Regions from separate parts of the Sus scrofa genome. Here all the other regions are linked to region 1. A link is a contact called in public HiChIP or PLAC-seq data. All regions are on one chromosome and are shown on one strand. The core of a region is the stretch at or near the end of the contact, and the rest is flanking DNA. Distances in the headings are between cores, read along the strand shown. Region 1 holds the start of KLF13 (Kruppel like factor 13). Region 2 overlaps OTUD7A (OTU domain-containing protein 7A). Region 3 has its middle 84 kb from the start of TRPM1.

Region 1 (4,880 bases), core at 1,104-3,603:
GAAATGGAGAGGTGGTACCTAATTAGACTGGGCAGAATCCTAGCCAGAGGGGGAAGGGGAGGGGATGCGCTGCTGGTAAGTCAGTGTAGGGCCATTCCCATACTTACAGAGATGAATTGTGACATGTGGTGGGACTGGAGGAACATTCTGAATCATTACTTGGTCAGAACACACGTCTCTTAAATGTCATCAACACAATCTGTCTGGGATAAGAGTGATTACCTCCTGCCAAGAGGAGACCCTCTTAAGAGGAACCTGACCCTGTTGGCATAGTACCGAACCCACCACAGCAGAACCCACCGCACCATAGAGTACTGTGTAGTCTTCCCAGTGAGCGTATTGTATAGTTCCCGGTGAGAGGGAACTTCCGAGTTTTTGTTACAGATACCCAGGGCACTCAAACGACCACACCAGTTTACAGGTCACAGTAACATGGAACCCAAAATGCTCGTCTCAGTTGCTCCTTGGTGACCTGGAAGGAGTAGATTTTTCTACCCAAGCCCAAAATTAATTCGGTGAAAAATGGCTGCTCTTAATTTTGTGCGATTGACTCTCTTCCACCCATCCCTCTTCTCCAGTCCACAGGGGCCTAATGTCTGGGCTGTTCTCCCTCTACAAGCTCCCTGCTTGGGCAGCTGATTCCTCTGAACGTCCATTAAGAAATGAACTAGGAACTGTGGACTCCAGCCTGTCTCCTGGGGTCAGGGGCTTGCACTCCTTTCCGGCCTCTTTGATGTTGGTCTAGGCCAGGAGAAGAGGGGGGGGGGGAGGTGCCACGCGACAGGATGAAGGCGCAGGTGAGGGCCAAGGGCAAAGCTGGCGGGGCGGGGCAGCAGAGCACTTCCTCCCCCGGAGGCCCCGACCTTAGGTGGGTGGGGCGCGGTGGGCGGGGCCCTCGCAGCCGGTGGCGTTTGAAGCCTGCGCGACAGCCGCGGGAGAAGGGCAGCCTGCAGAAGCTGGCAGCAGGCCTGCGGAGGGAGGGGCCCCACGTTCCTTGAGCAGCGCGGCCGGCGCCCAGGCACGTAATTCTTGCGAACACAGGACGCAGTGGGCACATCACTCGCGCTGCCAGGCTAGCCACCAGCCTGGGCCAGTCCAAGCTCCAGCTGACCTGGGCTCAAGGGCAGCGCGGCTTGCGCTGATCCCCCGCCGCCCTCCTGCGGTTCCTCCTGCGGGAGCGACCTCGCCCCACACGAGACCACCGCTCTCGGGCTGGCCGCGCCGAGGGTTCAGGGCTCAGCTGGGCAGGAACCAAGGGCGGAGAGCGGCCTGAGTCTCGGGGCGCGGCCACCCATCAACCTGGTTTCAGCGGTGTGCGCCGTGGTTGTCCAGGCCCGACTCGGGGCCAGTAGACCCGCCGGGCTTAGCGGACACGCCTCCTTGCCGGGCAAACCTCGCTCTGGAGAAGAAAGGGAGAAGCGAGGCGAGCCCTGCGAGGCGCGCCCGACACAAGCGGGGCTGGAGGGACAAAGGGGTGCTCTCCCGAGCTCTCGCCACCGCGCCGAGGTTCAAGGCAGTCAAGGTACAAAAGCTCCGGCAGGAAAATACCCTGCGGGGTCCCCGCCACGGAGAGGAGGGGGAACGGCCCCGCCCAGGCCCGCCTCGGACGTCGTGCGTCAGCGTGCCCGGCTCCGGGCTCCAATTTCCGCTCCTCCTCCCGCCGGCTGAGGGGACACGCCCATCGGCACGCGCAGGCCCCAAGGCCGGGTGGGAGCCTCTGGCTGTACGGATTGGCCCGGCTGAGTACTCATGGACCAATGGCGCCGGCCCTGGTCCTTAGCCACGCCCCCTCACCAGGCGCGGGCACGCGACCGCTATCCCGCCGGTGCGCGCTCCGGGATCCCCGCCCCCTCCGCGTGCGCAGCTCCCTGCGGCCGCCGCCGCCGCCTGTAACCTGCGCCGCCAGGATGTGGCTGGGGGCTGACGTCGGGTCCAGATGTGGCCCCGGCCCCGCCCACCCCCGGGGCCGGGCCGCCCACACCGAGCCGCGGCGCGCACGGCGGCTGTCCCGCCTGCCACAATGCGCGGCGAGGCTGCGGCCACGGCTCGGGGAGGTCGTCCCTAACGTCGCCGCTCGGCATCCATAGGACAGGCCGCCACTGACGCCGCGCGGGGACCCTACTCGTCCGCGCCCCCCATGCGCTCACTCTGAGGTGCCCAGCCGGGCGGGCGCTTAGCAGACGCGGAGCAGCGCGGGTGACGGCAGAGGCGGCTGCGCGCCCAGCCCAGCCGGCGGAGAGGGCGCGCCGCGCCCCCGCCCCCCGCCCGCTCTCCGGAGGCCGTGGGTGCGGATGCGCTGCTGACGACTCGCAGCGACTAGCAGTCTCCCGCCTGCCGGCTGGAGCCCGCACCATGGCAGCCGCCGCCTATGTGGACCACTTCGCCGCCGAGTGCCTCGTGTCCATGTCGAGCCGCGCGGTCGTACACGGGCCGCGAGAGGGGCCGGAGCCGGGACCCGAGGGCGCGGCCGCTGTCGCCGCCACGCTGCCCCACGTCGAGGAGCGCCGCGACGGCAAGGACAGCGCCTCGCTCTTCGTAGTGGCGCGGATCCTGGCGGACCTTAACCAGCAAGCACCGGCACCCGTCTCGGCGGAGCGCAGAGAAGGCGCCGCCGCCAGGAAGGCGAGGACCCCCTGCCGCCTGCCGCCCGCGCCGCCACCCGCCCCCGAGCCCGCCTCCCCCGGTGCTGGAGGCGCGGCGGCCGCGCCTCTTAGCCCGGCGTGGAGCGAGCCCGAGCCCGAGCCTGAGGCGGGTCTGGAGCCCGAGCGAGAGCCGGGGCCCGCGGGGAGCGGCGAGCCCAGCCTCAGACAAAGGGGCCGGCGGGGCCGAAGTCGCGCCGACCTCGAGTCCCCCCAGAGAAAGCACAAGTGCCACTATGCGGGCTGTGAGAAAGTTTACGGGAAATCCTCGCACCTCAAGGCGCACCTGAGAACTCACACAGGTCAGTGGGGCGGCCCGGGCACTCGCGCAGACCTGGGCTAGTGCGGGTCGCCCAGACACGCCCCCGGAGCCTCCGGCTTGGGCGCGGGAGGTGGTCAGGGCCTCGCCCCTTCCCCCGCCGCTCCGGGTTGCGGTCGACCCTGAGAGCCGCGCGAGGCGGGTCCTGGCGCTGGCTGCCGGCGCCCGCCCGGCGACCGCGCCCCCGCCGGGCACGCCCCCTCCCCGGGTGCGCTCGGGCGGGGCTGCGGGGGCGAATGTCGTCATCCGGGCCGGGGTGCGCGCGGGCAGGTGCGGGCGAGCTGCGTGGGGGCAGTGGGGGCCGCGGGTGCCGCCCGGGGAGGTGGGCGGCCGCGGCGCCCGGGAGCCGGGGGGGAGGGGTGTCCTCGCCTGGCCCCTCCCTCGTCGGCTGGGCGCGCTCTCGGGAGCGGCGGGGAGGGGCCGGCTCGGGAGCGCGGTGGGCGAAGTTCACGCGGGGACAGGGCTCCCTCCAGCAGCTCGGCACATTCTTCGCTCTTCCTGTAATTTTTCCAGCGCTCTAAGGTTTAATTTGTCGAAACCAGAGCTGGTGGCGACCGACGCGGGGGGCGGTCCCGGGTTCTTGCCCGCGGCTCTTTGTGGGAACCCCGCCCATCCGGCGGCGGAGGCGCGCTGGACTCGAGGGGCTCCCGGCTGGTCGGCGCTTTCTCCTAAAAGGACCGCTCTGCCTCCAGCCTGTCGTTCTGCGCCGCCCTCCTCCCAGACCCGCTCTCACCTGCCAGGGCCGGATGCGGGCAGGCAGCACCTGCACGGGGGCGGGCGGCCGTCCGGAATCGGCGGCCTGGGTGCCGCGGACCGCCGCCCGACCCCGACCCCCACCCCCAGGCAGCATTTCCCTTAGTGCGGGCCCGGGACGTTGTCGTTAATTCCTCTGAGGTTATTTTTTTTTTTAAAACACAAAAGTAGAAACAACCTTCTAATTAATTGTTCTAATCTTTCTCTCTTAGTTTGGTTGAAAGAATCGTGTATATCCTCTGAGGTCACGCGAACTCTTGGGTGACTCTTTTTAAGTCTTACCTAATTCAGAACCCTTATACCGTTACTTTGTTATCAAAGGATTAGGTTTCTCATTTGTAAAATAATCCACAAGCTAATTAAATAACCGATTTACAAAACGCAGTCTTCAAAAACCTAGAGCTGAAAGGCTCTTTTCTCCCTGTAAATTTAGAACTCAGGCGGCCCAGGGTTTGCAAGCGTCAAGAACTGGATCCCACGAACTTTCCTCTCCGAGGCTTTCCTTTCCTCCCCGAATTTCTGGTCCCACGCTGTGGCCGCCTCAAACCACGTGGCAGGGTCGCGGGTGAAGGTGGGGCCTTTTCTGTGCTTTCTGAGTCAGAATTAGGGGTGTGTGGACTCAGGAGGTGGTGGGGACGTTACTGCAAGAGTGGGTGTGGTTGTGGGGGAGGGGCCAAGCTAGCTTCCCAGCCTGGTGGACCCTGAGTCCCGGGAAGGGCCAGCGTTTGGGGCGTGGCTGCGGTTGAGTGCTGCTTGAGGGACGTGGCCGGTATGGGGCTGGGAACTTGATTAGAAAACCCTTTTTCAGCTTGTTTTTACTGTGGCCTCCCATACCGCAGCACCCGGTACCAGGTTCTTGAATTGCAAAGGGACTGCCCCAGGGGCGGGGCTCCCCCGCGCCTTCGCCTGAGGGTGCCTTCCCGATTGGCCACCCCCCACTACCAGCCCTGGTTCAGGCTCCTTGTGCCCTTCGCGGCACAAGGCAGGGGTGATAGTTGGGGCAGGAACGCTGGGAAACCATGCCTCGCAGTGGGTTGGAAGCCAGCCTCTCTGTGATGCCTAGGAAACCCGAGGCAGCCAAAAGAGGGTGGAATCCATACTCCGCCTGGAGTGTGACATGCCTGTCGTTAAAGCAGGGAGTTGGCCCGTCCTCCAGGTGTGCAGAAACT
Region 2 (4,880 bases), core at 1,477-3,976, 120 kb after region 1:
AGGCAGATGCTAGCTAGCACACCCACTTCCAACAGTATGACTTGTTTCCTATCCGTCTACTACCTGAGTGGCGTCAGTGTAGGTTCAGGCACCATTAGGAACGTTTGACCAAACACGTACACAGCACGGACAGAGGATCTCCGGCCTTCCGGTGGACCAGGGCTCGGAAAGAGACACCGACAGCGTGGAGAAGCCATCCTGGGCGGCGGGGCCGCGGGCGCGCGCTCAGGGCCGGGCCGCGCGCGCCTCGCGCCGCCGCCGCAGCTCCTCGCGGTAGCAGCACGAACAGAAGTGTTCGGTCTCGGCGCGACCATAGAACGCGCAGTTCTCGCGCTGGCAGCGTCGCTGCGCTGGCCCCGCGCCCGGGCCGCCGCGGCCGCACTCACCGTTCGAGCGCGCGGCCGGTGCGTCGGCGTCGGCGTCGGCGAACTCCAGGCCTTCGCGCGCCGCGCCGAAGCCGTTGGTGTAGGTCTGCGACTTGTGCTCGGTCGCGCTCACCGCCCCCGCCGCGCCGGGCAGGGCCCCTGGGACGGCGCGCGCCAGCGACTCTACCGTGTTGACGGTGCGTAGGGCGGCGGCGCGCGCCGGGCTGTAGCTCTGCGACGACAGCGAGCGGTTCTGCTGCGGGTATGTGGCGCAAGGCCGCAGCGCGCCCACGGCTGGGGCGCATGCCTCGTCCCGCGCGCCCGCCGTCTGCACATGGATAACACTCTGGCGCGCAGGCGGCGCAGGCGGACTGCGGCCGGGAACCGGTCCGCTGGCGCCCACGCGCCGCGCGCCCCCGCCTCCGGGGCCCGGAGAGGCCGCGCCGCCTGCTGCTGCCCGCGCCGCCCGCGTGCCTGCCGCCGGCCCGGGGCTCGGGCGCTCCTTGAGCTTGAGCACCAACTGCGTGGGCGGCCCGGCCGGCGGGCCGGGTGATGCGCGCTCGGGGCCCGGCGTGCCTTCCGCCTCCGGCCTGCGCGGCGGTCGCTTGGCCGCGGAGGCGGCTGCGGCGGCGGCGTCGCGGCGCCGCTGCTCCTGCTCGGCGCTGAAGCGCTCCTGCGCGCTGGTCAGGTAGTAGCCGATCATCTCTTCGTGGAACTGGTGCCGGTGGCTGGTGAGCAGCAGGCCGGCGAAGATGAACTTGCGCTCGCCCTGCATGGCGGCGCGTAGGATGTTGAGGCTCAGCTTCACGTCCGTGCTGTACTTCCAGGCGTCACCGCGGGGTCCACTTCCCTTGTCAGCCGGCGACGCTCCGGCCGCCCTGTCCGTGGGCGACGGCGTGGTCTTCTCCGAGGGAGACGTGCTAGCCGAGGCGCCGGACTCCTCCTTGCTGCCCTTGCGCGACTTGGCCTTCTTCTCCTTGCCGCGCTCAGGCGCGTCTCCGTGCTTGCCATTGGCGGAGTTGGCGCGGCTCATCTTGCCGTGCACCAGGCCGCCCAGGCCGCCCATGTTTTTCTTCAGCTTGATACCCAGCGTCTTGCTGAAGCTGCCTAGCTTATTGGCCACAGAATCCGCTCGTGTCTTGTCCTTGTCCTTGCGCTGTTTCTCCTTCTCCTTGTCCTTGCCGTTCTTGCCGTTGTTGCTGTTGGAGTTGCTGCACACCGAGTCGCGGTCTGAATCGAGTGAATCGGCCAAGGACTGCACGTCCTCCCCCGCCGAGGCGGTCGGGGACTCCGGCTGTGCTAGAGGGGCCTGTGGAGGGGGCGGGCAGGTAAGGGATGAGGTTAGAAATCAGCAGTCCCCAAGCGGACTGATGGAGGCAGATCCCTCCCTCCCCGCTGTGTTGCCTCCAGCCCCACTGTCCCTGTCCCAACCGAGTCTCCTGATTCTAGATCTCGAGTTGCTGCCTTCACAGCCCTCATAAGGGCTAAACAAGGACGTCCAGAGTAATTGACAGGCAGGTCAATGTGGAGATGAGGCAGGACTCCGAAGCCAGACTGCCACCAGCTGTCACTTGTGCCATTAGTAAGAGGGGTATCGGTACCTGCCTCAGGGAGCCCAGTGAAGATTAAATACAGGTAAAGGCTGAAGTATGAAAGCACTCTGAGTGGTGCCGGCTTGTCCTGGGTACTGATTGTGCCGGGCACTGCCCTATTTGCTCTTCTCCTGTCACTTATAAAATATTAATTATAAGCTCCACTTTATGGCTACATAAACTAATGTCTAGGGAGAATAAATTCACTTATAAGCTTTTCTTTTAAACATCTCTTTTGGGGAGACCATCACTGAGACCACAAAAATATCAGATACTTAAAGCGAATCCGTCTTAGTATCTGGAGGCGAGGACAGCATGGGTTCTCCCTGGGGGAGGGGGCCAAGTGGGGCAGGCAGCCCCCCTTGTCACCGCCTTTTCGGAGGGGAGGGAAAGTGAGGGGAAGGGGGGGGTGCCAAGGAATCGCGCCCTCGGTTCTCTGCCTTTTCCGAGGACCCACACACTTTTATAATTAATTCCGCTCCGTGGCAGCACATCGTGTTCCGAGCTGGGCAGAGTTTTGTGTTGCGACTTGCCTACGGTTTGTTTTCTGAGTGGGCGTGTTTATTCCGCTCCTTCTGTCGAAGATAAGGGGACCTCAAAAAAATAAAACACACACACAGACACACAACCTAGCCTGAGCGCTGCTATGGCCAGACACGCAGGCGCACGCGCAGACAGGCGCGCGTTCCAGTCGGAACCTGGGCGGTCAGCGTTGGGGAGGATGCACCCCCGCCTTCCTGCCGGAGCAGAATGAGCAGCCGCCGCCCCGCCTGCCGCTTCTTCCCGTCGCACGCCTAGCTTACCCGGGTCTCCGAGGGGATCCGGATCCACGTCACATTCATGTAGCTATGCAGAAGGTTTAGCTTGGCTTCCAGCGACAGGATCAGGCTAGAGAGAGGAACACCAAATGAGACGCGTCCCGGCTCGCCCCGCCCGCCGACCGTCTCCAGAGGAGCCGGGGCGCTGCGCCCAGCCCCTCCCCGGGGAGCCCAGCGACAGCCCGCTCCGTAGGGCGTGGGGGAGGGGGACACAGGGGTAGGGTCTTACTGTGCCAGCCTGGCGTTATCGTTGTCGTCTTTCCCCCATTCCCAGTCCTTGCCGGGGTCCACAGCAAAGTGCAGAGGCAGCAGCTTGTGCTCCGAATCCGTCAGGGGGATTACGGCTGAACGCAAAAGAGGGAGGCCAGTGCCAGGTGGTCCACCGGCCAGGACGGAGGTCAGTGCTCCCGCAGCCCCGAGAAAGGGCAGGAAATGGGCCCCAAGACCAGGAGGCTCCGTGATTAAGGAAACGGAATGGAGGTGTACAGGGGACATCTGGGCCAGCGGGAGCTTTAGGGCCACATATTTTATTTTTATTCTTTTGTCTTTTTAGGGCCGCAGCATATGGAGGTTCCCAGGCTAGGGCTCAAAACGGAGCTGCAGCTCGCTGGCCTACACCAGAGCTCACCTTAATGCCAGATCCTTAACCCAGGGAACAAGGCCAAGGATAGAACCCACGTCCTCACAGATACTAGTCGGGTTCATTAACCACTGAGCCAGGAACTCCAAGGTGGTAATATTTTAAAACTGCTACTAATAGTTTTTAAAATGTCCTACTTTTTGTGGATTCTGAAAAGCAGTTGGACACACTACCTGTCCTCAACTTGGGTCTGTCAGACCGGAAATACCCACCTCTGGCGGCAGACAAAGAAACGGTATTATTGCTTCTGCTGCTTCTAGTTCACCTGGGGTGGGGGTGCGGCTTTAGGGCGAGGCCCTCCCATCTCCTCCCAGAGAGTGAGGGCTGCCTACCCCCCTGCTCATTTGTGAGTTCATTCAGCAAGTCTGTGACAGTGTGGGACCCCCACATCCCATACCCCTTTGTCATAGGGAGCTCACCTCCTGTATTGGGGGTGGGAGGCGGGGACAGAGTACACAGGTGACATACACTTCCTGCTGTCAGGTGGTGATAAGGTAAACAGCAGGCTGAGGAAGCTCAGGCAAAGAGGCCAGCCAATGAGCCTTCTGAGGAGGGAAGAGATAGAGAAGGCAAGGATGGGCCCCTCGCTGCACCAAGGGACAGAGTCATCAAAACCACTCCTGACTGCAACCCACCCCTGCCCCTGGGGATCCTGGCCACCTCTGAAAGGCTGGGGCAGAGGTTGGTGTTTACAGGTTTGTCTAGGATCCACTGGGGGCTTCTGGAGTTGCAGTGGGCCAGCTGAGATCAGTTCCCTAGTGATGGGGTTGACTCGCAGTTGGGAGGTAGGGAGAAATATGGCAGCCCCATTTCCGCCCTCTGAGCAGCAGTCTTTTCGTGGGGGCTGTAGGCCCCTCCTGAGGTTCAAGTCCCAGCTGAGCAGCATAGCCCAGGGCTTGGTTGGGTCAGCTGCTTTGTTTGCTGGAGCTGCCTTGTTTCCTGTTTCCAGTGGCTGGTGGAGAGAGAAGTGGGTGCTGTCCTGAGCGCTGCCCTGAGTGGCCCGCCCTCCCAAATGCTGGTGATGGTAGAAGTGGGTGCAGGGCAGGGACCCAGTGCACCTCCAGGTGTGACAAGCAGACACTGTTGGGACCTCCACCGGGGGCTCTTGCCTCTGCTGTTGTCCCACCAGCTTGAGAAGAAGGTGGGGCTGGGCCACTTTATAGATTGGGAAATGGGCTAGGAGCTGACAGTGGGGCAGGGGCCTCCCTCTTTCAGGCTCATCCTTGCCCGTCTCCAGCCCTGGAGCGCCTCTCTCCTGCTCCTGTGCTGGTGGCCAGAAGTTGCCTAGCCCTGAAGGAGTAAACAGGGTTTCCCACAGGCTGATTTCCTTGGTGCCCAGAGCCCTACCATTGGGGACAGAGAGCCCCCAGTCACCACTCTAGGATGCAGGGGGCCTTGCTCCCACCCAAGTTTTCCCGGACCTCCTCCTCCTTACTCCTCTACCCTCGCCATCCCCAGGTGCTAG
Region 3 (4,880 bases), core at 867-3,366, 94 kb before region 1:
TTCTGAACCTTAGCACTCAGCCAGAGTTTACGGGGAGGAAGGAAGATTCTCTGAGGTGATAACTGGGCCTGTGACCAAAAAGTCAGATAAAAACAAAATTAAGCTAAACTGAAACCTTTCTCATAACCAAAAGGGCCCCACCTGGCTTTTTCTGAGTGGTGTTTACAGAGAGGTTCACAGAGCTCCATGCTTGTATTTGATGGTTTGTCTGAAGTCCTGTAGCACCTGAGAGCCAGCTGGCAGAGCTAGAGCTCTGTGAGGTCATGTTCCCCCGCTGAGGGTAGGAAGTGGCAGGAACTGGCAGCCCTGCTCTAGTGGCAAATCAGGGGTTCAGAGCCAGCCATGTAGGTGTGTCACCCATGAAACACTCCTCCTAAGGAATTGGGTTAAGGAGGACCCAATTCCTTAAGGGTCATATTTGGAAGCGCTGCAGATTTGTTTCCTATTAAATTGCTGTTTATTTAACATGTATAAGTTTTCAAAACAAAGGGTTTGCAGGTGGGAGGGTGAGGAGTTTGGCAGTCCTGGGTCCAATGGGATTGAGGTTCTTTTCACTCTGAATCACTCTTGCTTGGTTGACCTGGGTGCCGATTGGCTGGGGGCCTGCCTGGAGTGGTCTGGGGGACCCTTCTGTTCCCCCTCCTCACAAGGAGGGCTATGAAAGGGACAGGATGGGCCCCTCACCTGCAGTCCTGCCTGACTTAAAGGCCAGATGCCCAGCAGAGCAGCCCTTGACAGTTTTCCCAGAGTTCCTTCTTCTCCAGACACTGAAACATATCGCTATTTAACCAATTTCCTCTCTTGACTCTCCTTTTTCCCCATGCCTTCTCCCTGCCTTCCCCTCTCTCACTGTGGGAGGCTTCTATGTGTCCAAGTGTCCTTCTAAGTGGACTTGGAAAGGGCTCCTGAGCTCATGTCAGTCCTTCTAATAGCCTAGAGGTGGGCTGGGAGGTACCAAATGTACCAAACCCAGAGCACAGAATGGACCCCTCAGGGCTGCAGATGAGGGGCCCATCCTGTGCTCTGGGTCTAGATTAATGAGGAATCTCCCCAGACTCGACTTTGGCTGGTGTGAATACATACAGGGCAGAAACGAATGGAGATGCTGTTAATGCAGGATTCTCACGGCAAAATCTTCTCAAACCTGGAGCCTATGGGATGACTGTGGCAACCCCTGAGCCCCTCCAGGCCTCCTGCTTCCCAGATGAGAAGCTCAGCTCCAGCGCCACGTTTGTAGAAGTGGGCCTCCCAGAGGCAGTAAACTGGCCAGTGCCAGGCAGGGTCACTGAAAGATGCAAACTGTGTTAGCAGAACCAGGGAAGGAACAAGCGTTCAGGTGAGAGGATTTGGAAAGCTTCTGGGCTGAGGCGAAACGTGGGCCAGGTGACCAAAGTGTAGGGCTTACTAGGACAAATCAGGCTCCAGGAGGAGCTCCAAATTGGGGAAAGCTCAGCGTGTGTTAGGTGATGGTAGTCCTGGTCCCATGGGCGAAGTTCACAGGGAGGATAAGACAAGGCAGCCTTGCAAGGATGCAGCCAGCACTCGACACACACACACACACACACACACACACTGCCTGTTTGCTGAGGGTGGGGGACTGCTCAGGAGAAACCCCCAGGGCTGATGCCTGGAAGGCCGGGTCACCTTTACTTCTCCGTGACCAGTCCTTGCCCTAGGACAGTGACCTGTGTCTGCAGGCGGACCTGGGGCAGCCTCACGAGGCTGCTGGGGTGGAGGGGAGCTGCTGGGGTGGAGGGGAGCAGCTGGGCAACCCTCTACAGGGCTACTGGCAGGAGGACCGACCGGAGTGGATAGTCGAGAGGGCCGTTCCCTCGCGGTCTTCCCCAGGGCCCCCGCACACCTGGGCAGAAGTGCTGGGGTCTGTGGGTGTGAGAGCGATGCTCGAAAAGGCGCGCTCCAGGGCTAGGCTCCAGGGTGCGAAGGCTCGAGGCTGACGCTAGGGGGCAAGGAGAGGTGGCAGGGACAACATCCGCGAGTGGGGACCCTCGGACCGCGGGAGTCTGGAGAAGTGCGGGCGCCGCGGACCTGTCACAGTAGAGACTGTACAGCGCGGAGGGAGGCGGGCTACGCCGAGCTTCCAGCTCCGCTGGCCCAGCTCGGGGCTCCGGGGAAAGGAGCAGCGGCGGCTCCGCCTCCTCGGCATTGGGCGCGGCCTCCTCCTGCTCCCGCCCAGCAGAGACCACGAGTCCCAGGGCTCCCCTCCAAGGACATCAGCAGCCGCCACGGCCCCGTGCTGACCCACTTTCCCTCCCGCCCGCCGAGCCCCAGGCAGAGAATAAACGGGGCAGCCGAGCAGGTGCGAGCCGCTGGGAGGGGCCGAAGCCCGGACTGCCCCGCCCCGCCTCTGCCGCGGGGAGAGGAGCGGGTGCGGAAGGGGAAGCAGGAGCCGGGGGAGGGGGGAAGGGGGAGGAGGAAAGGGGAAGGAGAGAGGAGGTTAAAAGAGACGCGGCAGGTTGGAGGGGGTTGAAAAAGCAGGGCAGAAGGATTGAGAGGGACTGGAGAGGGGAGGGGCAGGAGGAGGGGTGGGGGCGGGCTGGAGACTGTAGAAGGAGCAAGGGGGGCCGGAGGGGAGGAGGAGAGGAGGACTAAGAAAGGAAGTGAAAGGGAGAGAAGGGGAAGAGGATTGAGAGGGGAGAGAAGGAGAAAGGGGGATGGAGGAGGGAGGGGGAGGGGCAGGGGAGGAGGCGGGGTGAGCGGGAGGAAGATGGAGGCAGGAGACCTCACCCTTGTCTCTCTTCTGGGTCCTAGGCCAGCCCTGGAGGAGATGTTGAAATGCGTGAAGGGTGAAGCCCTTCTAGACCTAAGGGGTCCAGGGCTCAGGCTGCCACCACTGCATCTTGTACTTGACCCCCATCCCCTGCCTTCTGTCAGCCAGCCATCTGGCAGGCCAAACTCCACACTTGACCTCCCCCCGCCACACCTTAGGAGGAAGCAAAACCTTTCAGGAAAAAGGAAACCCCCAGACAAGGGGAAGAGGCAGCACAGGCCCTGGGAATGGGCATAGGGACATTTGGGCTGAGAATCCCAGGGTCCTGAGCATCAGAGCTGAGTCTAAAAAAGGGTATGCAGTGATACTGCTGGAGGCATTGGCCTCACCCTGGCCTTATCCAGTTGTGGCATCAGTGTCCCCTGCTGGTGGTTGTGGCTGAGCAAGCCTGCTTCTTCCACCATTGGTCTGCAGAAGCCTCTTGACTCCACTCATTTTCCTGGCTTTTCCCCTCATATCCTGAAGATCATCAGGGCACCCTCAAAAATAGAATCCTTTCTTATTGAAAGTAGTTGTTGCTGAGAGTTCCCCTGTGGCTTAATGGGTTAAGGACCTGATGTTTCTGTGAGGATTCAGGTTAGACCCCTGGCCTCACTCAGTGACTAAGGATCTGGCATTGCCCACAAGCTGTGACATAGTTACAGATGCAGCCAGATCCAGTGTTGCCATGGCTGCGACCTAGGCCTGCAGTTGCAGCTGTTCCACCCCCTGATTTGACCCTAGCCTGGGAACTTACATATACCACAGGTGGCCATAAAAAGAAAAAAAGAAAAAAGAAAGAAAACAGTTGTTGCTGTAGATTAAGAATTGTCCTAACTTCTACATACAGCTGGTTATTGGCAAACTTAAAAATGTCTGCCAATATGATGGGAAAAAGAAAATAAGAAAAGAAAAAGCATTTTGTGGATTTCAATTAGATCTTCTTCAAATAAAATGCATTCTCCCTTTCCTCTAGGATAACAGATCTGCCACTGGACAGAGGCTGCTGAGCTGATGCTTCCCAGACAGCCTTGCTGTTGAGTGTGTTTTCATGATAGTAGTTACGAAGTTTTCATGAAGTAGTTGGTGAGTAGTTCTCACCAATGGAGGAAAGGAGACTTGAGGTGGAAGCCACTTTAGTGCCTGGGCCCCTCTCCATGCTGCCTAGAGTCTGGCTGTGGCAGCAGCCCTTCTGGGAGGGAGCAGTGCCCTCATGGTCAGTGAGCAACAGGAGGGAAGGAGTCTGGGGCCCTGAGTAGCCATCAGGAGCCCAGCTGCTCCTCCTCTCAGAATGGTAATCTAGAAAGAAACTGCAGTGTGTAGTTTTATGTGTTTACTTTGCTGGGCAGCAGTGCCCAGCTATCTGGTTAGGCATGATTCTAGATGTTTCTGTGAAGATATTTTTTTAGATGAGCTTAACAATTAAGTTAGCAGACTTTTACATTTAAAGTAAAGCAGATTGCACATCATAATATGGGTGGGCCGCACCCAATCAGTTGAAAGTCTTAGAAGGAAAAAAAAGACATCTCCTGAACATGAAGGAATTCCAACTGTAACTTCAACTCTTCCAGCTTTCTCTCTCTCTCCCTCTCTCTCTCTCTCTCACACACACACACACACACACACAGACACCTATACCTTAAAGTTCTTTGTCTTCATATGACTTTCTAGGAATTTTGCATATTAAGCACTTTATCCTTTAGATGATTATTTGCATGACAGATAATTTTTTGTTGTCAGTGTCTTATCTCTTCATTTTGTTTGGGGTGGCTTTCATCCTAGAGAATGTATTAGTTACAACTCTTTTTTCATTTTTTTTTTTATTTTAATGGAAATTAATTTTTTTCTAGTCAAATTTTTACCTTTTTTTTTTTTTTTTTGTCTTTTTTGCCATTTCTTGGGCCGCTCCCGTGGCATATGGAGGCTCCCAGGCCAGGGGTCCAACCAGAGCTGTAGCCACACCAGAGCCACAGCAACGCAGGATCCGAGCTGCGTCCATGACCCACACTACAGCTCACGGCAACGCCGGATCCCCAACCCACTGAGAAAGGCCAGGGATCGAACCCGAAACCTCATGGTTCCCAGTCCGATTCACCAGCCACTGAGCCATGAT

Evidence for each region. HiChIP or PLAC-seq counts read pairs in DNA pulled down with a chosen protein or histone mark.
Region 2: an H3K27ac HiChIP or PLAC-seq map of skeletal muscle shows a contact between it and region 1. The contact joins the enhancer-like site here to the promoter of KLF13 in region 1. A contact is called at or near these places in 17 of 47 Hi-C or Micro-C datasets (brain, differentiating spermatogonia, embryonic fibroblasts and 9 more) and 1 of 2 datasets of contacts at active chromatin or transcription factors (skeletal muscle).
Region 3: an H3K27ac HiChIP or PLAC-seq map of alveolar macrophages shows a contact between it and region 1. The contact joins the enhancer-like site here to the promoter of KLF13 in region 1. A contact is called at or near these places in 1 of 5 promoter capture datasets (liver), 9 of 47 Hi-C or Micro-C datasets (alveolar macrophages, blood, embryonic fibroblasts and 5 more) and 2 of 2 datasets of contacts at active chromatin or transcription factors (alveolar macrophages and skeletal muscle).

The regions. Positions count from the first base shown.
Region 1 is chr1:143,537,706-143,542,585 of Sscrofa11.1, reverse strand. KLF13 (Kruppel like factor 13) reads left to right here and starts at 2,353. Exons shown (of 2, transcript NM_001011505.1): 1 at 2,353-2,941. The coding sequence starts at 2,353.
Region 2 is chr1:143,413,582-143,418,461 of Sscrofa11.1, reverse strand. OTUD7A (OTU domain-containing protein 7A) reads right to left here. Exons shown (of 15, transcript XM_021098720.1): 13 at 3,005-3,119; 14 at 2,761-2,845; 15 at 1-1,674. The coding sequence ends at 226. Among named protein-coding and RNA genes, the nearest start is that of KLF13, 120 kb to the left of the region's middle. Within about 2 kb of position 2,726, at least 41 of the 83 cell types and tissues checked have an H3K27ac peak or open chromatin away from gene starts, as enhancers often do. A contact at or near this core is called in brain, differentiating spermatogonia, liver and 5 more, where this site is marked.
Region 3 is chr1:143,631,572-143,636,451 of Sscrofa11.1, reverse strand. No RefSeq gene overlaps it. Among named protein-coding and RNA genes, the nearest start is that of TRPM1, 84 kb to the left of the region's middle. Within about 2 kb of position 2,116, at least 72 of the 83 cell types and tissues checked have an H3K27ac peak or open chromatin away from gene starts, as enhancers often do. A contact at or near this core is called in alveolar macrophages, embryonic fibroblasts, epiblast stem cells and 4 more, where this site is marked.